Regions from separate parts of the Sus scrofa genome. Here region 1 is linked to region 2. Evidence: chromatin contacts called from public promoter capture Hi-C data. All regions are on one chromosome and are shown on one strand. Each heading gives the region's core, a stretch centred on a gene start, on an enhancer-like site or on the middle of the called end of the contact. The rest is flanking DNA. Distances are from core to core; before and after follow the strand shown. Region 1 has its middle 310 kb from the start of GATA6. Region 2 has its middle 220 kb from the start of GATA6.

What was found. Promoter capture Hi-C pulls out the DNA fragments that hold promoters and counts their contacts.
Region 1: a contact with region 2 is called in a promoter capture Hi-C map of liver, with 2.5 times the contacts expected there. The contact joins two enhancer-like sites. A contact is called at or near these places in 1 of 5 promoter capture datasets (liver) and 1 of 47 Hi-C or Micro-C datasets (liver).

The regions. Positions count from the first base shown.
Region 1 is chr6:107,592,721-107,597,775 of Sscrofa11.1, forward strand. No RefSeq gene overlaps it. Among named protein-coding and RNA genes, the nearest start is that of GATA6, 310 kb to the left of the region's middle. Within about 2 kb of position 1,536, at least 9 of the 83 cell types and tissues checked have an H3K27ac peak or open chromatin away from gene starts, as enhancers often do. A contact at or near this core is called in liver, where this site is marked.
Region 2 is chr6:107,498,938-107,503,362 of Sscrofa11.1, forward strand. No RefSeq gene overlaps it. Among named protein-coding and RNA genes, the nearest start is that of GATA6, 220 kb to the left of the region's middle. Within about 2 kb of position 2,549, at least 2 of the 83 cell types and tissues checked have an H3K27ac peak or open chromatin away from gene starts, as enhancers often do. A contact at or near this core is called in liver, where this site is marked.

The DNA of each region.
Region 1 (5,055 bases), core at 286-2,785, 93 kb after region 2:
AAAAAATGAGGAAAGGGTTCAGGGCAACCACATGAACACAAAGGAAAAGAGGAGGAAAGGAAGAATCCCAGGATGGAAAGTGAACTGGGAAGAGATACAGAGGAGGCTAGATCAAGCTGAGAGCAATTTCAGGTGCTAATTCAGATCCGAAGCTCAAATCTTTTTGATTCAGAAAAATGTCCTGTGATTAACCCTTCAATGTGAAGCCTAGTGTGTAGAAATTTCCTTTAACTCTAGCTTCTTTACATACATCTGGGATGATGAGAAATTTAGGCATGATAGTTCATTTTCCAGAAAGATTCATGGTAGGATTTCTAACTCTGCAGAGGCTGCATTTGCAGAAATTATAACAAGAATGGCTTGTTAAAGTGTTGATGAGGGTTGAAGAGGAGGGGTGAATGTTCAAAATCAGATTGCCATGCAATTTGAAATCACTACTTTAGTTTTGATGTAAACATAAGCAATTTTAGAATTGTATTACTAAATTACTGGGATACCAGGCTTCCAATATCCAACATGCCATTTCCTGGAGGAGCGCAAGCACAGAGGACTCAGAGCTAATTTGAACATCCATGTCACTTCTCCCCTTATAGCTTGATTGACAGACTAAAATTGTTTGTACGAATCTTAGTTCTTTTCACAGTACCTGTCTTCCTGGAGGTAGATTCCAGGTAGACTCGTCAGGCAGAAGAAACACATGGGAGCAGAATCAAATAGTTTAAGCAACCCACACATTATGGGAACCACCTTTGGGAGATAACCAAAGGTAAGAGTCAACATATTTAACTGCTAAGTCATAGGACCAGCCAATCAGATCCTACCCTGGACACAAACAGCCCCTATCAGCCCCGGAGATAACACTCCCACAGCAGCTGATCCTTCTTCACAGAGTTGTTTGCACACTTGCAACTATGTGCCTATTCAGTTGCTATTATTGGTTCAATATCTGCCTTCCTCTCCAGACTGTCTGCCTAATGAGGGGTTTCCCTAGGTCCCCAATGAACCTTTGTGATCAGACACCAGTGACCCAGGTAGAAAAGACTTCATCTTACTGTATTGCGGCCAACTTCAAAGAAGTGGCATGGAAGGGTGGAAAAGTCCTTGATATTAGGACAGCTGTGCTCATGTCCCAAATTCGCTGTTGACTCATGTGATTTTGGTCAGGTCACTTCCCTGTCTCTATTTCTGACTCCTTTGCTAGGAAACTACAGGACCAGATTTGGTAACTTCTGAGGCCAATTCCAGCTCTTAGAGTCTGCGATTCAGCTTGCTCATTAAGTGGACAGGGGAGATTTATCTGTGACCAGAACAAAATGTTAGGAACCAATGAAAGTTGCCAAATACCATTCAGAGAAAAAGTGGGAACAGGATTTTGTATGAAATGTGCTTGGGTTGCACAATGCAAATATCACTTTGGTGAGAGAGGAAGGCCACGGGATATGATTACTTGATCTGCCACCAAGCTTCCTGCACAGCCCTGCAAGCTTTGCAAGCCCTGCAAGCTAAAGATACCTATCACTCTTGTTCAAGGTCCACTTCCTACTGAGTTGTCACACTGTTGAATTATTGCTGAGGTGAAGTCCAAAAGGGGAAATATTTTGCAACCTAGGGTTGGACCCTGGAGCTCGACGATCATGACTGATACATATTTTCCCAGAAACATCCAGGGCCACACTGAGGAGCCCTCGTACCTCCGTGCACCACTTTTGTGAGCTCACCCTGACAGTGGTGCTGTGGTTCCCCAAGCATTTTCCCAAACAAGCAAGTGAAAACATTTCCTTTTGCCTCTATTGGAATCATTTCTTTTCTTTAATTATGCATGAAATGAACAAGACTTTTTCAAAAAATAGCTCAGTTTAAAAAGCAGTTTAGAAACAAGGTCATATTTGTCTTCACAAGAAGAGTCATCAGTGTATTAAGCCAGAGATTCCTGAATCATAACACAGATGCTGCTCTGACAGTTGCTGAGTTTTAAAATTTCCAGGATCCTCAGAGAGTTCTTCTTTATGGGGGTATTGGCATGCTTGCAATTATGTCCCTAATCACTTTTGGTAATGCTGATTATGACATGATGTGTTCAAACACTCTTAGGTAGATATTCAAGAGCCCCAGCTTTTCCACCAGTTAGTATATGAGCCTGAGCAAGTCCCTGCCTCTCTGAGTCTCTGTTTGCTCTCCTGTGAACTATTCAGCTGGACATCCAAAGTTTTGAGCTCTACAGAGAGCCTCTGAGGCCTGGATGGGAGGACCTCACCCTTCTCCTCCCACCAAGAAAGAGATGGGGACCTGGGCGTCCATACCCAAAGCTCTATTCTTTCCTTTACATATATTCAGAGTTTGCAGAAAGTTTCCCTGAGGAAAGGACACTTCTGCTTATAAAGTGTTTGAAAAGCACAGGATTTGGAGTTCCCCTTGTGGCATAGCAGAAATGAATCCAACTAGTCCATGAAAATGCGGGTTCGATCCCTGGCCTTGCTCAGTGGGTTGGGGATCTGGCATTGCTGATCCAGCTGGCATAGACGCAGCTGGATCCTGCATTGCTGTGGCTGTGGTGTAGCTCTGATTCGACCCCCAGCCTGTGAACTTCCATATGTCACAGGTGCAACCCTAAAAACAAAACAAAACAAAAAAAAAAAAAAGAAGAAAAGAAAAAGAAAGAAAAAGAAAAATGCAGGATTTTATAACCTCTAAACATGCTCTCAATTGTAAAAGATGTCTCCTGAGTTCATGTTCACATATATTTGTGAACTCAGGTCTATACACGCTTACACACACACATACCCTCCACAGGGCAAAAAAAATAAGATTGTGTCACATCCCATGGATCATGTTGAAAGGAATCCTGTGTCATTTTCTCTTCATGCCCCAAGGAAGTCCCAAGATGTTGCTGGGAGATGGGGAAGCTCTTCATGTGGCTGAGAATTCAGCTGAAAATGAGTCAGAGGTGGAGCTTTAGCTTTTAGAAGGGAAGCTGAGGACGCATTTGACTATACCTTAACTTTATACATGAGGAATCTAAGACTTGGAGTGACTTGCCAAGGTCATGTAACAAGTTGGTAGTGGAGCTGCTATTATAGGTCAGGTCTTTAAGTCCCTCCCCAATGCCCTTCCCAGTACACTGTGCTCTTAGGAAGAGATGGCACTAGAATGGGATATTTGGATATCCTGTATTGATGATTCAAAAAAAAAACATTTTACCCACCTTATCCACCTCTGTGGTATGGGATTGACCTTTAGATCTGGCAAGACCTTAAGAAAATATTGCGTGTGCGTGCACACACACACACACACACACACACATACAGAGGCATTTTGCCCAGGGGATAAGGGGCAATGTAAAATCTTTGGCAAGTAAATACTTCAAAGCTTCAGAGGGTTTATCTGAAGAAGACTTTGAATAGAGTGCGATGTTTTATGGCTTCTCCTAATCCCCAGCAAATGTGCCTTGCTGAATAAGCAGAAATATTTTTAATGACTGCTAGAGAGCTACAGGCATAGATCTGTGACTAGAGCTGGATTTCCTGGGACCCTTAGTCTCCTGCATTACAATCTTGGAGAAAGAATTTGTATCTGGTTCTGCACTAATGAATTTGGAGGGCCCAAGGCTTTTCCTTCTAAAAGTTGTCTGAAAGTTACTCTTTATTCAGTCCTATCAACCATGACTTCTATCACTGCTAACAACTTCCACCTCTACCTCCACCAGTAATAATACCTTGTCAGTTCATCTTAGCCTCACAGTATCCCAGGGAGGTATGTCATATATGAGTCCAAAATTCCTTCTCCAGTGGGAAACGGGTGGTTGGCCAGCACCCTAAAAGGGTTCAGTATAGCTTGTTGAGTTCAAGCTAGGAGGACAACACATGTCTGAGGAAGACGAGGGGAGTCAGGTCAAAGTGTGGGATACTAGAGGTCTAGAGAGACAAATGTGGTTCAAGATTCAGGGAAGGAGACTAACAGCAAGCTGAGTCCCTGGAAGCTGAGGGGCTATGAAGGTAGCAGAGCCTGGAGGTCAATGTTGGGGCTCTCCCAGCATTGTTCTGTTGTGGCCCCTGCCTTTCCTGCTTCTGGGGCCTCTGGGCAATTATACCCCAGGCAGCAGCTTCAGAAGGGTTGGAATTATGAGAATTTGTTCAGTCATTCGGATCTTACACTCAGCTGGTTGAATGAGCAAAATGGGGCATTTTCAGAGAAGGCAAGACTTCAGGTTCTAGGCTACAAATTCAAGAACTGTGGCTTTTTGAGGTCTCTTTCAGGCTCACACTGGGTCTCCTGACCTTAACCTCTATTTGCAGCAGTTCCACATTAGAAGAGTTCATGACATGTCCTCAGTCTTGTCCCCCTCTTGACAATTAAAACTCCTTTTCATGAGATGGAAATTTTAACTGTTACTTGTCCACTGTGTAGACTGAGATGCCAAAGCACATCCAGCATGGTTTAGCAAAACCTACTAAATATCATAGGATAAGGAAAGGTACCAAACTCATACAGAGAAGCTAAGTGAAGTAGAATTTCTGTTGCCTCTACCTTATGCAACAAAGGGAAAAAAACAGGAATTGGGAAAAGTCAAGGATAGGATGGGCATGGCCTCTCCCAAGGCTAAATCTGTAGGAAACTGCTGGATGGTGGAAGGAAAATTCAGGAAGGAGACAGACACACACTTTAAAAAATATAATAAGTTACAAAAGTGATTCATGCAGGATATATGATTTGTTTTAGTGTAAATTTAAAAGGAAAGTCGAAAAATGACAACACCCTTCTACCTGAAGTTAAAATAACCTGTATCCTTTCTTTCAACCTCAGGTATGGTAATTCTTTACTCCATAAAACGGGGTGGAAGAAAAATAGCTGTGACTCATATTCCATGCTGAAAGCTTGCAGATTTTTATTACAAGAAGAGGTGATGGATGGGAAGGTCCAAGGAAGGCTTCTCTTATTACTCCCAAAGTAAGTTTGTCTTTTATTCTCATGCCATGGGTTTGGAAGGTGGAAATGCTGACATTATGTCAATTGTATTGGGTATTGACTACTGTGTAGGAAATTTTTAAAATGTGACCC
Region 2 (4,425 bases), core at 1,299-3,798:
TTGTGTGATTGAGCTCTCGCCTCATCTTCTCTGTTTTTCCATAGCAATTTTATTCGGCTTAAAGTGGAACGTCAGAGAATTCCCAAAACCCACCAGCACAAATCAGCCTTGAGGCTGGAGATAATTTCAGCGCTTCTTAGGCGACAACACCTTTGTTTGGATTCAGCCCCCAGCCCTGGGGGTGGGGGTGGGGTTCAGGACAGAACCTCCCCGTCACATTTCCCGGGCCTACTGCTCCCCATCCTTTCCGGAGGGGCTCCTTCCCTGATGTGCTTCTGAGCATCAAACCCCCCCCATCCCCCGCAACCCCCCACCCCCTCCCGGCCCCACGCTGCACCCTGCTGAACCCAGGCCTAGCCCCAGCAGGGTCATCCTGCTCAGAATCAGAATGACCAGGAATCAGGGACACCTTTCTGCTCAGTCTGGTTTCCGCTTTGCTAGTTTTCCTGGCTGGTGATGTTTGCCATGAAAGCCTTGACTGCTCAGTCGTGGGAGAAACTATTCTCTCAGGCCCTCGTGGGGGTGCATTCTGTATAGGAAGGAGAGGTGCAGGTGGTTGGTTTCCTCTCTAGCACATGGAGCAAGGCTTTAAGGGCTTCTTTGGATTCCAGCAGATAGAGAGCATAGGCCTTGGGCCAGTGACCTGGGGGGTGATGGTGTGGCCGTCTGCCTAGGTACTGACCTCAGACCTCAGATCTTAGGAAGATGCACCTGACCTCTGAGAAACAGCCCGGACTCAGATTGGGCAGATGCCTCTTTGGCCAGGCCTGCGGCTTTGCAGCTGGGAGGAAGAAGGGACATTAGGGCTGGTTATGCCAGGTTAACTGTGGGCACAGTGGGGTGACACGTTGTAGCCAGACGGTCATCTCACACAGAAACAGTTAACAGTCGAACATTATATAGCAGACACCAGCGACTGCCTCTTGTAACCCCAGAGGTAAGACAGGAACAAGTGTCCCAGAGTTTTACAGGATTCTCTGCTCAGGCTGGACCATGGTCCCTTTGCTACCATGACAATGGTGCTTACCAGGGCCCACTGCATGTCAGGGCTCAGATAGGACTTGTGTTAATCTTACAAACATATCTTCTTATCAAAATTTACAACATCAGGATTTCTTATCATGTCTCACCAGAAATGAATCTGACTAGTACCCACCAGGACATGGGTTCGATCCCTGGCCTCACTCAGTGGGTTAAGGATCCGGTATTGGTGAGAGCTGTGGTATGGGTCGCAGAGGCAGCTTGGATCTGGTGTTGCTGTGGCTGTGGCATAGACCCGCAGCTACAGCTCTGATTGGACCCCTAGCCTGGGAACCTCCATAAAAAGACCAAAAAAATAAGTACAACGTGGTAATCCAAGTAGTACTATTGCCCGTTTTCCTTTTCTCTTCCCTTTTGTTATTTTTACCATTAGAGAACCTGAGGCTCAGAGAGGAACAGCAGCTTGTTTCATGGTCACAGAGCCAAACTCAGATCATGTCACACACCTAGAAGGTGGTCTATGAATGGTGGTTGGGGATGATATTTAAAGAAAAGTAAAAGACAGGTGATTTTGTGTTTTTATTCATTTCTTATTAATTTGTTTATTACCTCTCAGGAGCAGAGCATTAACTTTTAGCATCATCCTAATTCCTCATTCCTTGTAAGGGCTGTGTCTGTTGTGGTTTACTCTTTCATCTCTCATCCCCATTGCTTTCTCCCCTAGAGGCGCCACACCACTCTGGCACATGTCCTTGGGTGTGTGTGTCTATATGTATATATATCCTTTAAAATGTATATAGCATTGTTTTACAAAGGGGTACATGTTAAATTGTAGACATGGCATTTCACGATTTCTTTTTTCTGAATTTTTTTTTTTTTTTTTTTTTTTACTTTTTAGGGCCACACTTGCAGCATATGGAAATTTCCACCCTAGGGGTCGAATCAGAACTACAGCTGACAGCCTCTGCCACAGCCGAAGCATCATGGGATCCAAGCCAAGTTTGTGATGGACACCACACCTCACAGCAGTGCTGGACCCATGACCCACGACCCACTTAGTGAGGCCAGGGATCGAACCTGCATCCTCATGGATACTAGTCAGAATCATTTCCATTCCTTCTCAATGATTTTAAGTTCTCCAGATGGTGCTTTCTATCCATCTGGCTCTTGCCTCCGAGCGCTACACTGTATTTCACAGCACACGTCTACATTTCCCTAAGGATGGCTACCTGGACCACCGCCACCTCTCTGCTACACAAATCATGTGGTGTTGGGCATCCCGGAACATGTGGGAGTTTCTCCGAGGGAAATATCAAGGCACTGTACTTTCTGTGGCAGGTCAAAGTATGAAAGGAGAGCTGGACAGCCGGAGATGGTGTAATATTTATTTTAAATGCAACCAATAGGAACTGGAGGGCACCCCCATTAAAGGGACTGCTCTACAGAGAGAACCATTAAAATGAATGTAAATCACAGTAGCTTCAGGGACAGTTTAATAACTATCTGACTTTTTATTGGGTGAGCAGGAGATGTGCCAGCTTTCTCCTTACAGAGTCTTCTGGATCTTTTGTAGAAAGAGATTCTATCTGAACTGCTCTGGAGATTACCGAGGGCAGAGGGCTGCTCTGGGAGTAATGGCCATAAATCCAATTAGTAACTCACTTTCTCTTTTGCCACAGGCTCCGTTTTCCCCAAACACATAGAAGATAATTCCACACTCTGGAACCTGGTAAATCCTGAGGGCTCCGTGATAGCATGCCACCAAGACACAAAGGTTTCTTACAGGAGGAAAGGGCTGGAGGGATACACAATAAACTGGTAACGCTGGACACTCCTTTCTGTGGTGCCAGGATGGGTAGTGAGGGGCCTCAGCCACTTTATTCCGTACACTTTTGTATTGCTTCAAACAAAAATGTGTTCCTGCCTTACTTGTGAAATAAGGGGATGGGGGGACCTTTACGGAATCTCTAGAGAATTTTAGCAAGATTAGAGATTAGAGAAATCCACTTTTTTTTTTTTTTAAAGAATTTTTATTTATTTATTTATTTGTCTTTTTTTTGCTATTTCTTGGGCCGCTTCTGCGGCATATGGAGGTTCCCAGGCTAGGGGTTGAATCAGAGCTGTAGCCACCGGCCTACGCCAGGGCCACAGCAACGCAGGATCCGAGCCGCGTCTGCAACCTACACCACAGCTCACGGCAACGCCGGATCGTTAACCCACTGAGCAAGGGCAGGGACCGAACCTGCAACCTCATGGTTCCTAGTCGGATTCGTTAACCACTGCGCCACGATGGGAACTCCGAAATCCCACTTTTAAGGGTGGAGGAAACTAAGGCAGTTAGGGCATTGAGGTCACGTGAGCCTGCTCCAAAGCGGGGGGTGGGGGTGAGGTGGCGTGGGGCTGCCCTTGACCTCTTGACTCCTCCACTGGTCCAGGGGCCAGTCTCCCTTCATGGGGCTAGAGCCCTGGCTGAGCCTGAGGAGAAGGGTCTTGGATTCCAGACTAATACTTGTTTGGAAACTTGCCTACTTAAGGAAAGAAGTTCTTTAATGCCTAATCTTTATGAACCCAAGTAAAGAATTGAGATAGGGAGGTCCCTGGTTGTCTAGCAGTAAGGACTCCAGAGTTGTCACTGCCTTGCCTCAGACTGATCTGTGGCTGGGGAACTTCTGCATGTGGTGGGGTGGGGTTGGGGCGGTGGGAGGATGGGGGCAGGGGCATTGGCCCCCCCCAAAGAATTAAGATGCCTGGGATAAAAATAAAATATGTATCAGCTTAATTTTGATTTTTTTTTAAAAAAAATTCCATAATGGTTTCACTTTTGTTTCCTCTGAGATTGGAAAAATAAACCCTGAAAACAGCTTACCTGGAGGATGGAAGCTGTCATACAGGCTCCTTTCTTTCTCTTATTACATCTATACTTGTTTTTTTTTTTTTTGGTCTTTTTGCTATTTCTTGGGCCACTCCTGCAGCATATGGAGGTTCCCAGGCTAGGGGTCTAATCGGAGCTGTAGTCACCAGCCTACACCAGAGACACAGCAACTTGGGATCCGAGCCGCATCTTCGACTTACACCACAGCTCACGGCAACGCCAGATCGTCAACCCACTGAGCAAGGGCAGGGACCGAACCTGCAACCTCATGGTTCCTAGTCGGATTCGTTAACCACTGCACCACGACGGGAACTCCTACATCATACTTGTTACCAAGCTATTTCTTGTGGGTTGGTAGTTTTGTTAAAGTTATGAGTGAAATAAAGATCTGAATGATTAAATCACCTTTTATGTAAGCTTATAGAGAAATGCACACAGGATTTGGGTTTGAATCCCAGATCTGTCATTTACTAGTAACCTTAAGCAAGTGATCTAACCCTCTGAAGCTTTACTTTTATTATTTAAAAATATGAATGATTGTAGTTCCCATGATTACTGTGACGATCCAATAA